Linked DNA regions of Mus musculus: region 2 is linked to region 1. A link is a contact called in public HiChIP or PLAC-seq data. All regions are on one chromosome and are shown on one strand. The core of a region is the stretch at or near the end of the contact, and the rest is flanking DNA. Distances in the headings are between cores, read along the strand shown. Region 1 holds the start of Rnf149 (ring finger protein 149). Region 2 has its middle 41 kb from the start of Rfx8.

Region 1 (5,607 bases), core at 3,085-5,584:
CAAACAGAGGGGAGCAGAGCCATGAGGGCAGGAAATGGGGGTACAGAGAACAGAAAGAGGAACATATGGGAAAAGAGGGGGGAGGGAGGAGAGAGGGGGAGGGCGGGAGGGGGAAGAAGGGAGAAAGAGGAGGGGAAGGGAGGGGGAGAGAAGGGGGAGAGGGAGGGAAGGAGAGGGAGAGGGGGACAGAGAAAGAGAGAAGAGAGAAGAGAGAGAGAGAGAGAGAGAGAGAGAGAGAGAGAGAACTGATGGGAACAGTCTTTTATCTGATGCCACTGCACTTGGCAGCAGCTATTGCTAGGTCCCCGGGAGGAGCCTAGAGGAGTCTCTATATCCTAACACAGATGAGGGCTACTTAGAGCATGAAGGGCTTCCGTTGCTCACAGTTGAGGGTCCACTCTGTTGTATATATATGGGAAGTAATAATGTTAGCTGTATGGGGCAGCTAGTCCCACCATCTCTGCAGACTGGAAGCAGAGAAAGTTCACTTTATTGTTCTGCTTGCTTTCTTACTTTTTAATTCATTTTGGGATGGTACCACTCACATTCAGTTAAACCTCTATCTTCAGATAAACCTTTCTGGAAACACGTCACAGGCATACCCAGGGGTGTGTTTACATGGTGATTCTAAAACCAATCAACTTAACAAAAAGTAATACTCATGAGTAAGTATTAAAATTATTATAAAAAATTATGTGATGTTTGGTGTGTCCTTCAGAGTGATGTAACAAGAAAAAGGAAGTACATGTCAACCTAAAATTGCCAGCCACACTCTGGTCATTCTTGAACCTAAGTTAGGAGTGTAGACAGCTTCATTCCGTTAGCTTCTCTACTCTGAGAACTATTTGAATACTCCTGTACTAAAAGGCAAGGATCTCTCTGTTCTTTCCCTTCCAAAAATAAGGGTTGAGGATAAGCCTGGTCAGCTCTTCCACAGAAGGAGAATTGGAGTGGTGAAGTCAGGATACGAGAAAGTCTTGGAAGTGTGAGTCCGAGGCAGCACCTAACAGCAGGGAAAGCCAGCTGGGGCTTGGTTTGATGATCAAAAAGTAAGAACCCAACTACATGGGTAGTGGCGAATGCCTCTAATCCCAGCACTTGGGAGGCAGAGACAGACAGATCTCTATGAGTTCAAGGCCAGCCTGGTCTTCAGAGTAAGTTCTAGGACAGCCTGGGCTATGATGAGAAACTCTGCCAATGGTGGCAGGGAGAGAAGAAAAGAGAAGAGAAGAGAAGAGAAGAGAAGAGAAGAGAAGAGAAGAGAAGAGAAGAGAAGAGAAGAGAAGGAGAGTAAGGGAAAGAAAAGAACGAGTAAAAACCAAGAAGTTGTGCAGGACCCAAGAGTTCAAAAGCATTAAGGGCTGCCTCATTAGTCCATTGGACTTCTTTGAGTGAGTGTTTAATTAATCATGAGTTCTGTACCATGGAATAGTAAAAATCTGCTTTATTCATATGACAAGTGTTTGCATTCCGTCTAACCTCCACCCAACAGTTACCTAGCAACAGCCAGGTAGGCCTGACCCACTATAAAAGGGGCTACTTGCCCCTTCCCCCTCTCTTGCTCTTTTGTTCTCTTGCTTTCTTGCTCCTGCTCTGCCCCTTCCCCATTCCCTTCCCCCTTCTCTCTCTCCATGTGCTCATGGCCTGCCTCTCTCTCTCTCTCTCTCTCTCCCCCCCCCTCTCTGCCTTTCTCTGCCTCTACTACCCTCTTAACTCCCCTCCCCATGCCCTGAATACACTCTATTCTATCTATTCTATACTATACCATCATGTGGCTGGTCCCTCAGGGGGAAGGGTTGCCTTGGCATGGGCCTGCAGAGACACCCCCTTCCCCCACACCTCACCACATACTCCCATAGAACATATCCCATCTTCTCTTTATCTTTTTATAAACACATCATTGGAGGGACTGGGATTTAGAAACTCTGCAGGTTTGCATCCCACTCCAGCTATCACATGGAGATTCACACTCACTAGCCTAGAACTTGGAAGCCCCCGTTCCCCACTGGTCAGAGTAAACTTACATCTGCATGCTCCCAACATACTGCTAGTTGAAGCTGGCACTCGAAGAGAGCAAGCAAGAAATCCTGGCCCTTATGAAGGCCCCAAACCTTATTCCGAAATCAGTATTGGTAGCATGAAATTAATGTGCATACATATTATGCACAAGTGACATGGGAAACCGAGCTTTTGTTAGCCCATGGTCAGCCAAGACAGGTTTTACAGAAGAAACAGCTGAAGGGTTAAAATTTCAAAACCAATGTAGTGTTTGCCCGAACAAGAGGCAGAAGGAAGAGGTCATTTCAGGAAGAAGGAAATAATGTGTCAGACAGCAAGAAACCACAGCGCTGTGTTCTGGGAACTAAAAGCCTTTGCATTGCTGAAGCACAGCGCCAGGGGTTCTCGGGAGTGTTCCTCAGGCTGAAACACACCATCTTGTTCTGGGTCTAAAACATGGGAAAGGCCTTAACCTGGAAATCCTATTGGCCTTTAAAACATGCTTTCCTGGGGCTGGGGCGATGGGTCAGTGGTTAAGAACCTAGGTTTGATTCTGAGCACCCATATAGTGGCTGGCAATAGTCTATAACTCCAGTTCCAGGGCTAGTCAAGGGACATAAAACATACATGGTGAATAGATATATATGCAGGCAAAACACTCACATACATAAAATAAAAATAAATACATTATTTTAGTAATGGGAGTGGGAGAAGAGGTTTAACTTTAAAGCTACTCCTAGCTGGAACTCAGGCTGTGTCTCATACCACAGATGCAATCCAAAAGATAAAAAGAACCAGGTCTAACCTAAAACATATTGGTCTGGGCCCCAACAAACTACTTCCTGTAATTATAAACTCTTGCACAAAGAAGGAAGACTAGTGAGTCAATCAGAAATCAAAGCCCTGAACTTCATTTCCAGCTCCTTAGTGGTTTGTTTGGTAGAAATAAAGAGACTGACGATGATTTCACGAATCACACAGTTTATTGCCACACAAAGGGGACTTTTGGCATTTGCTCACACTGAGTAAAGAGGGGGAAACAACATGAGCAAGCCTCACAGGGAACATGGTTCAGAAATGCGGCAGCACAACGGCATAGTGAGTGAGTTTTGAAATCATGAGTTCAGTTGCTCCATCAGAATCGAAGCAGGCCTCTGCTGAAAGTCCAGTGTAATTAAAGACTTGGTGTTCCTTTATAGAACTGGTTCTCAGGAGAAACTGGTTTGACCAATACAACAGAGATCTGTGAGGTGACCTGAGGCCCCTCAGATAAAAAGGATAATATAAGTCAGGCTTAGGGATGAGTTGAAGGTCTGTCACAGTATATGCCTGTGTGTGTATGTCTTCAGAATAGTGCCTAACAATGTATAGCTATGCATTAAGTCCATCACTTAAGTGTCCACTTCTTAGGTTTAAATACATTTTGATATTCAGTAGCTCATATATGAAGAGGTATTTTAAATGTCTTTTGATATTTGGTAACTCGGGTGTGATGTCTCCTCAGCGTTATGGAGAGATCTCCTGTGTTTATTCGGGTCTAGTCAGACTTCACATTCTTCAAAGGAAATACCTTTCAGGTTCGCTGGGGTTGATCTACCAGAGCATCTCAAATCTCAGCTCTACTCAAGATTTTACCGGAGCAGAGTTACCATACTTGCATTTAACTATGTTTAGTGTGTTCAGGATCTTTTAATGGTACACTGAAAGTATCCACCCACTGTGTTGTCGAAGGACTATCTATCAGCCACCATTTACCTCCAAACAAATCCTTTCCCCTTTTTCCCCCCTTTTGATTAATGTAGCACCTTCGTCTTCGTCCAAACAGAGGCACACATAAACTAAGGAGAAGGAAGAAAGGGCTCGAAGGCAACCATTGAGAAAAGAGCAACAAAGAATTTAATATATTACAGAGTTTGTAACAAAAGGCATCTGGACAACTTGACTTAGTGGTTTTTGTTGTTGTTTGCTTGTTTGTTTAAGTGGTTTAGGCAGCCAGGCTTTTGCCGCGTGCCTTGCACAGTCAACTCCACCCTCTGAGAAACTTTACACAACCGCAGTCCCACGCTGGCCGACCCGGAGCGCACAAACTTCCCCAGACTTGGGGACTCTGGCAGCAGGGTTGCACAACTCTCTGCAGCATCTGCAAGCTTCAGCTCGGCCGCCCACAGCCCTGCGGCACAGACCCTGGCGCCTGCGCACTCCTCACGCCCGCGGGCAGGGCCCCACCCCTTCCGTCGCCACGCCCCGGTCACGCCCCTCCAGGTGCGCGTGCGCCGCGGGTCCGCCCCCGCCGCGCTCGGCGGTCTCTCGCGAGCCGCCGCCGTCTCCTCAAAGCTGTGGGCCAGCCTGGAGTGAGTCGCCTCGTTCTGACTCGCGCTCTTCTTCCTCAGTAGCCCGGCCGGGCGGCCATGGCGGCGCGGCGGCGGCCCGCGGCCGGCGTGGGAGCCCGGGACGCACTCGCGGTGCTGGCGCTGGCCTTGTGTACTCCCGGGGTGGGCGGCGGGGCGCTCGAGTGGTACTCGGCCATGGTGAGCATCGAATACGTGGACCCGCAGTCGAACCTGACGGTGTGGAGCGTGTCGGAGAGCGGCCGCTTCGGAGAAAGCTCGCTCCGGGAGGAGAGGCAGGGCCTGGTGGGCGTCCCGCGCGCGCCCGCGCCCGCGGAGGGCTGCGCGCCCGACACGCGCTTCGTGGCGCCCGGCGCCCTCGGCAACGCGCCCTGGGTGGCGCTGGTGGCGCGAGGCGGCTGCACCTTCAAGGACAAGGTGCTGGCGGCGGCGCGGAGGAACGCCTCGGCCGTGGTGGTCTACAACCTGGAGAGCAACGGGAACGCCACCGAGCCCATGTCTCACGCGGGTGAGCAGGCCGGGCGCTGGGCCGCTGGCCGCGGCCGGGGCGAGCCTGGTGGTTCCCCGGGTGGTGTGGAGAGGGAAGTGCGTGCACACGCTGCAGGATCGGAGCTTCACCTCGGGAGGGTGAGAAAGCTGGGAAGGGCCCTCGGCCGGGGAGTAGCAAACACACCGGTGGCAGGTCCTACGGAGTTCAGTAACTCTACAGATTCCCGAACCCGGGTCGCTTCCTAAGGTCGGCTCACGGACTCCCAAAGTTGGTTGAGTGGAGAGTGTGTAGGAGTGGACGGCTGGCGCCGCCAGGCTCGCATTGTCTCTTCACCAACCTAAAGTGGCTACTCGATGTGGTTTCTTCCTCTCGATGAGGCGAATATGAGTGTTTTCAAAACCCTGGATCAAAAAACCTGGGTTTTCTTGCTGTAGTTTCTCTCTCGACGCATGTAGGGTGATCGCACTAGCTCCTGGTTTGGACAGTTTGAATTCAGATGAATTTTTTTTTTTAAACTGTTTTCATTGAAGGAAAGAAAGGCCTTGCTACCTCTGTCAGGAGGCCACCTCTAAACACGCTGTTCCAGGGGACAGACAAGGATGAGTTTGCAAAATGTCATCCTTGGGACAGAGTTCTCTCCGGGGACCCAGAATTTGATTGTGTTTCTCTTGTGCCTTCTAAGATCACATTAGCTTTAGGCATCACACGGTTGACTCATTCTGAATTTCCTGTGATTAGGGTTTTTAAGTTTCTGCTACTAGCTAAGACATC
Region 2 (5,578 bases), core at 2,275-4,774, 180 kb before region 1:
CGAGATTGGTAAATGCTTCTGGTGTGACGTTTTGTTTATAATCTAACGTTGTATGCGTGTGTGTGTGTGTGTGTGTGTGTGTGTGTGTGTCTTCGAGAGGTCAACATCAGGTACTATTCCTCAGGTGCTGACTTGTTTTTGAGACAGTCTCACACTGGGTCTGGTACTCATCCATTAGGTTCAGCTGGCTGACCAGCAAACGCTGGCCATCTCCTGACTCTACCTTCTCTGGTGCTGAAATCACAAGTGCACGATATCACATCTGTTTTTCTGTTTTTGTGGGTTGTGGGGGAAGAGGTTTGAAGTCATGTCCTCTTACTTGCCAGGCAAGCATCAACAACTGAGCTATCTTCTCAGCCCTCATAAATGTGTATATGTTTTCTATGTTGCTTTTTATGTTCTTATTTTCATTTATGTCTTAGAGGAGAAAGAGAAACAGTCTAGGCTGCATTACCCTTAAGTGCAATACTTGGGAATCCTCAAAATGTCATAGTAACCAGGCCTCTACTGTCTTCTACCATTCAGTGCTCAGTGGAGGTGCTGAGAAAGTCGCCTTAATAAGAACCAGCCATTCAATCAGATGGTGCCTTGCCACATGACTTTGTCTCTTTGATTAAACTGTTAAATGAGTTCAAATTAGGGGTGCCCAGAAGACTTCCCAAGACAGTACACACTATTGCTGTCGCTCTTGGCTGCCCATCAGAACTTGACGGAGTTCATAACTGGCTGAGAACACCTCATACTTCCATAAGAGGACATGGCAAAACCAAGACTGTACTAAGCAGCAGGCATCCACTCCCGGCTGGCTTTCACAGTACAGGAGGAGCCTGCTGTGTAGGCTTCAGGGGGTTGAGGGATGGCTATCAAACAATTTTACCCAGTTGAGAAAACTGTGACCGTGGCGAGAATGTTTCAGAAGAAACCAGCCACTTTCTGGGTGTGTGTAAGACCTGCTCCTCGGGAAGAAACACTTGTTCAGCGCTTTAAACACGCCAAGAACCCATGCTGGGGCGCTCATAGGCCCCAGGGGTGGGTCTATTATTCTGCTGAGTGATAGGAAATCAAACAGCCCTCTAAATCTATGTCTCTGTACCCACCGAGTAATGCGGCGCTCAGACTTGATGGTTAACAGAGAAAATCACAACTGGTCAAAGTGCAGAAGAAAAATGTCAGTGGAGTGCTCAGCCACAGATGGGACATCTATTGCGCAGCCCCGCCCCCCCCCCCCACACACACACACACACAAAAAGACGTGGCAGAAAGGTTGTCAGAGACAGGGGTCAGGGAGCCAAACTGTGTCCTCTGGGCATAATGAACACAGAACATCTATGACTGTTCGCCTAAGAACTGCATGACATCAAGCTAGCTGACAATCCATCTTGGACATGTGGGGGATAAGTCCCCTAATGGAGGCAGTTGGTGGCTTCTGGAGAAGGGAAAGTCAGTGTTTTCATTAAGGGTGTGGCCCCTAGTAGGCCACCCATGCTGCAGTATGTGGCCCCAAGCCCACAAGTAAATAGAAGTATGGATTGGATTTGATGGGTTACTAAAACATGGCCGGGCATGGTTGCACACCTTTAATCCCAGCACTCAGGAGACAGAGGCAGGTGAATCTTTGAGTTCCAGGCCAGCCTGGTCTAGAGAGTAGGCCCAGGACAGCCAGGGCTACATTGAGAGACCCTGTCTCAAAACAAACAAACAAACAAACAAAAAACCAAAAAACAAAAAACCCCAAAAACATGAAATTGGGAGGGGTGGATCTGGGAAGAGTTATAAAGAAAACAAGGTAAATATGATCAATTATATGGAATGAAATTCTCAAAGAACTAGTTACGTATATTTATAAAACTCCAACAACAACAAAAAAACAAAGCAAGACAGCAACTAGTTCAGAGTAATGGTACCCTAGGAGTTAGACAGGACAGATCAGTGTAGAATCTTGTAACAGCCTGATTTTAGGTTCAAATGCTGTGTCTAAATGTAAAGCACATGACTGACAGTTAGTGCTAGCATGAGCAGACGGTAATTTACCCCAGCATGTGTAGGCTAGTCTATGGGAGCTCAGCCTTCCCCATCAGAGCCTTAACCACTCCTGATGAGACACAGGGAAAGTGGGTTAGGGTTTCTCTCTGACCGGGGTATTTTTGGGGGACCACCTAGCATGCCAATGGAAATGTCTCTTTTAAGGAGTGAATGTTTGCATCCCTCTCTTCATCACTGCAGGTCAAACCTTCATCTCTCATGGCATAGATTCTTCATCTGTCTTGTGAGGCTGTGGCAGAGTACATGAGGCTAGAGAATTTATCAATTTAGGAATGTCCTTCTCAACCATTCAGGAGGAGCCCAAGAACAAGCAGTTTCTGCCTGACAGAGTCTTTGCCCAGCAGAGGTGATGACACAGAGAAGTCAGGAAGAGAAGAAAAGAGGGCTCTGACCCATCCTCTTGTTAGACGACTCCTATGATACTTGATGGCCTCTGGAACTCCAAGCTTTTCTGAACTCTGCCAGTCTGTGGCATTTTGTTACAGAAAGCCAGACCGACTATAATGCCCCTCACTCAGCTCCCGAAAATCGACTCTAGAATCAGCTCCTCCAACTGACGGTGGCTGTTGAGTTTAATTTGTGTATGTTCTCCAAGTAGCCCAGGTTGGCTTAGAACTCATGATCCTTTCTGCCTTAGCTTCCTGAGCTGGGTTTGGGGATCCAGCACAAGCTGGTTTGGGTTTTCTTCATGTGTGGTGTAACAATCATTGTCTGTGTAAGAGTTTACTCGGACACAAGCAGTCTGCTCTTACTTTCATCCCCAAACTCGCAAATCTACATTTAACCAGAGAAAATAGCCACTCAGCAGGACTTCCTGTATCCAGGGGCGGGGGCGCTCCACGCGGTCCATCTTCTCAGCTGCGCATTGGCTGAGTCAGCTCCCTACAGTCAGTCCCTGGGCTTCTTTCCAAGTTTCCTTTACTGCAAGTAGCAGAGACGAACTTTTTTTTTTTTTCATACTGACTGCTTTTCTCTAGCTTTAGGAATCTTCGAAGTTTCCCGGTCAAAGAGTTCAAACTGTCTTTGGCTTTTACAACTAAGGGCAAAAGCCACAACTACATGTGTGGCGATGCCCCGTGCCTACCCCCAAAGTGCCGTGGAGCTTGAATTACTCCGGCCCCACCAGTACAAGGTCTTGTCGTTTCTCTTTATTCAAACTAGCTTGTGTAGCAGGCCTTAATTTACTACTTCTTTCTCTGCAGTACTGTCCGTGCTGTGACTCAGAAATCGCTTGATTTGCTGTGTTTCCAGTCAGAGAGCTCTTCCACTAAAGAGTCTCAACACTCACCCCTCAGCTCGTTCCTATTGTCTAACGTGAAGTTTGTTGAGGGGTTAGTATGGTTACACTGCAGGAGATTTACCTGGACAAATTGTGAAGAAGAAGAAAATAGCTAAGCAGGAAGGCTAAGAAGCAGTCCTTCCCCCTTCAGGCACGCTCCCGGAAAGGTGGTGTTCAACGCAGGCCATCTAGTGGATCCTCCTGGGAAAAGTGCCCAGGGGGAGTCAAGAAAACCATTTCCCAGTGCAGAAGGATGGAGCCCAGCTCAGAGACTGGAGTTCTCACTGGAGGAAGAGCTGCAGTTGCCCCTACTCCTGGGGACAGGCTATCCCTTCCCTCTTCCTGGCGTGGGTGTGTGGGAACCGGCACGAATGAAGCCAGTCGTGCGGTTACTAAGCTGCTGGGAGTTGGGGCCTTAACTTTGACTTAGCATGAATTCTGGCCCAGAACCTCGCCCTGCCCCCCACCTCTCCTCAGCGAGGGCCCCACATTACAGGATGTTATTCATCCGACGTCTGTTAGCTGCGGCCCCAGTGTGCCAGGCAGAAAGACTGAGTCAGATTCTGGAGGGAAGAGATTTTGCCAGGAAGACCTGGGCGTGGCTCAGGTAGGTGGAATCTGAGGTCGCAAGGGCATGAGAAATATAAAATCAGGGATGTTTTCACGAGATCAGTAGGATTTGGCTTTCCACACCCACTATTCCTTATATTTAAACAAAACAAAACACGCTTAGGCAGTTAAAAAAAAAAAAAAAAAAACACTTTAAGAAATATACACTGGCCGGGCAGTGGTGGCGCACACCTTTAATCCCAGCACTGGGGAGGCAGAAGCAGGCAGATTTCTGAGTTCGAGGCCAGCCGGGTCTACAGAGTGAGTTCCAGGACAACCAGGGCTATACAGAGAAACCCTGTCTTGAAAAACCAAAAAAAAAAAAAAAAAAAAGAAAAGAAAAGAAAAAAAAGAAAAAAGAAAAGGAATGTATACTGTATGAAACTGCCGGTATGTAATGTGTATGTGACATGTAATTATATAATATTCAATCTAATGTAGTGCCATATATAGCAGATATATAAAGTGGAACTAACAATGAAACAAATATGGAATAAACAAGAAGTGTGTGTTTTCTGTGCACATGTGTGGTCCACTCCTGAGCAGCTGCCAGTGTGTGATTTAGTTCCTGGAGGTGGACTCTGAGGCAGACTTAGAAGATGAGAGCATTTTTTCGGTGGGAGCTTTGAGGAATGAGCAGCATGAACTTCAGATGGAGCCCTCACCGTTATCCCTAAGGACGCCTCTGTCGTAACAGTCTTCTCTCTGAGTCTGCAGGGAGGCCCTCACAGCCAGGACCCCTGTTCCTTTACAGGGTCCCTTAGAGAGCATAGCATCATGTTTGCATAGAACCAGCCTGCATCCTTCTGATGCTTCATACATCCCTAGATGCCTTAGATTCTTGGTACCTGGGAACACCATGCCCTGGGGAAGCAGGGCAAGAGGAGATTCCTGCATCTCCAGTCCTGAAGTCCTTTCCAGAGATGTTTGTTCCATAGTTGTCGAAACTGTCTGTGTGGAAAATCCAGACGTGGATGTTTGATGGTTAAGACCAGTTCTAGTTGTATTCCTCATAATTAGAAGGACAGAGAGGAGAGGAGAGAGAGCGAGTAAGAAGAAGGGAGACAGGGAAAGGAAGGGAGACTTAATTCACTCCAGATACCTGGCTCCCTAGTAGTATTTTTTTTTTTTTTTTGACTTGACCACAGGGTGAACCCAGGGGCTGTGAATCATAAGACTTGCTCCACGAACACTCTGTTCCAAGCCCCTGAACTCTGAGAACTTTTCATGTTGTGTTCAGATCTTCAGGCAACTCGGTATTTCTCTGTGCTTGCCAGCCTTGAAAGGAAGGCGTGTGCTTATCTGTAGTGGGGGGGGGGGGGGCGGGGGGGATGTTTAAATGCAGAAGCAGGCCCTTAAGGCCTGGTTCAGTGACTAGCAGCTTCATTCTGTTTAGAGTTCCTGGACCAGTGATGTGCCCTTCTTCCTGACAGCGTGCATTTAACAACCCCCATTGTACAGGACTGCCAGCTATCTGGCCATGTGCCACTCACACTGCCCAGGAGACACGGGTGCTCACTGTTGGTAGACTCAGCACCCAGGAATGCAGATAGTTGTAGAAGGAAGGTACAAATGAGCACCGTCCCCAAAGAAACTCCATCCTGTGTGAGTGGCTTCAGAGCCTTCGCCTTTCAACATGTGTGCTCA

The links. HiChIP or PLAC-seq counts read pairs in DNA pulled down with a chosen protein or histone mark.
Region 2: a contact with region 1 is called in an H3K4me3 HiChIP or PLAC-seq map of bone marrow-derived macrophages, with 4 times the contacts expected there. The contact joins the enhancer-like site here to the promoter of Rnf149 in region 1. A contact is called at or near these places in 2 of 484 Hi-C or Micro-C datasets (LSK cells and neural progenitor cells) and 3 of 115 datasets of contacts at active chromatin or transcription factors (bone marrow-derived macrophages, embryonic stem cells and memory CD8 T cells).

The regions. Positions count from the first base shown.
Region 1 is chr1:39,576,074-39,581,680 of GRCm38.p6, reverse strand. Rnf149 (ring finger protein 149) reads left to right here and starts at 4,334. Exons shown (of 7, transcript NM_001033135.3): 1 at 4,334-4,854. The coding sequence starts at 4,407.
Region 2 is chr1:39,759,512-39,765,089 of GRCm38.p6, reverse strand. No RefSeq gene overlaps it. Among named protein-coding and RNA genes, the nearest start is that of Rfx8, 41 kb to the right of the region's middle. Within about 2 kb of position 3,524, at least 259 of the 459 cell types and tissues checked have an H3K27ac peak or open chromatin away from gene starts, as enhancers often do. A contact at or near this core is called in LSK cells, bone marrow-derived macrophages, embryonic stem cells and 2 more, where this site is marked.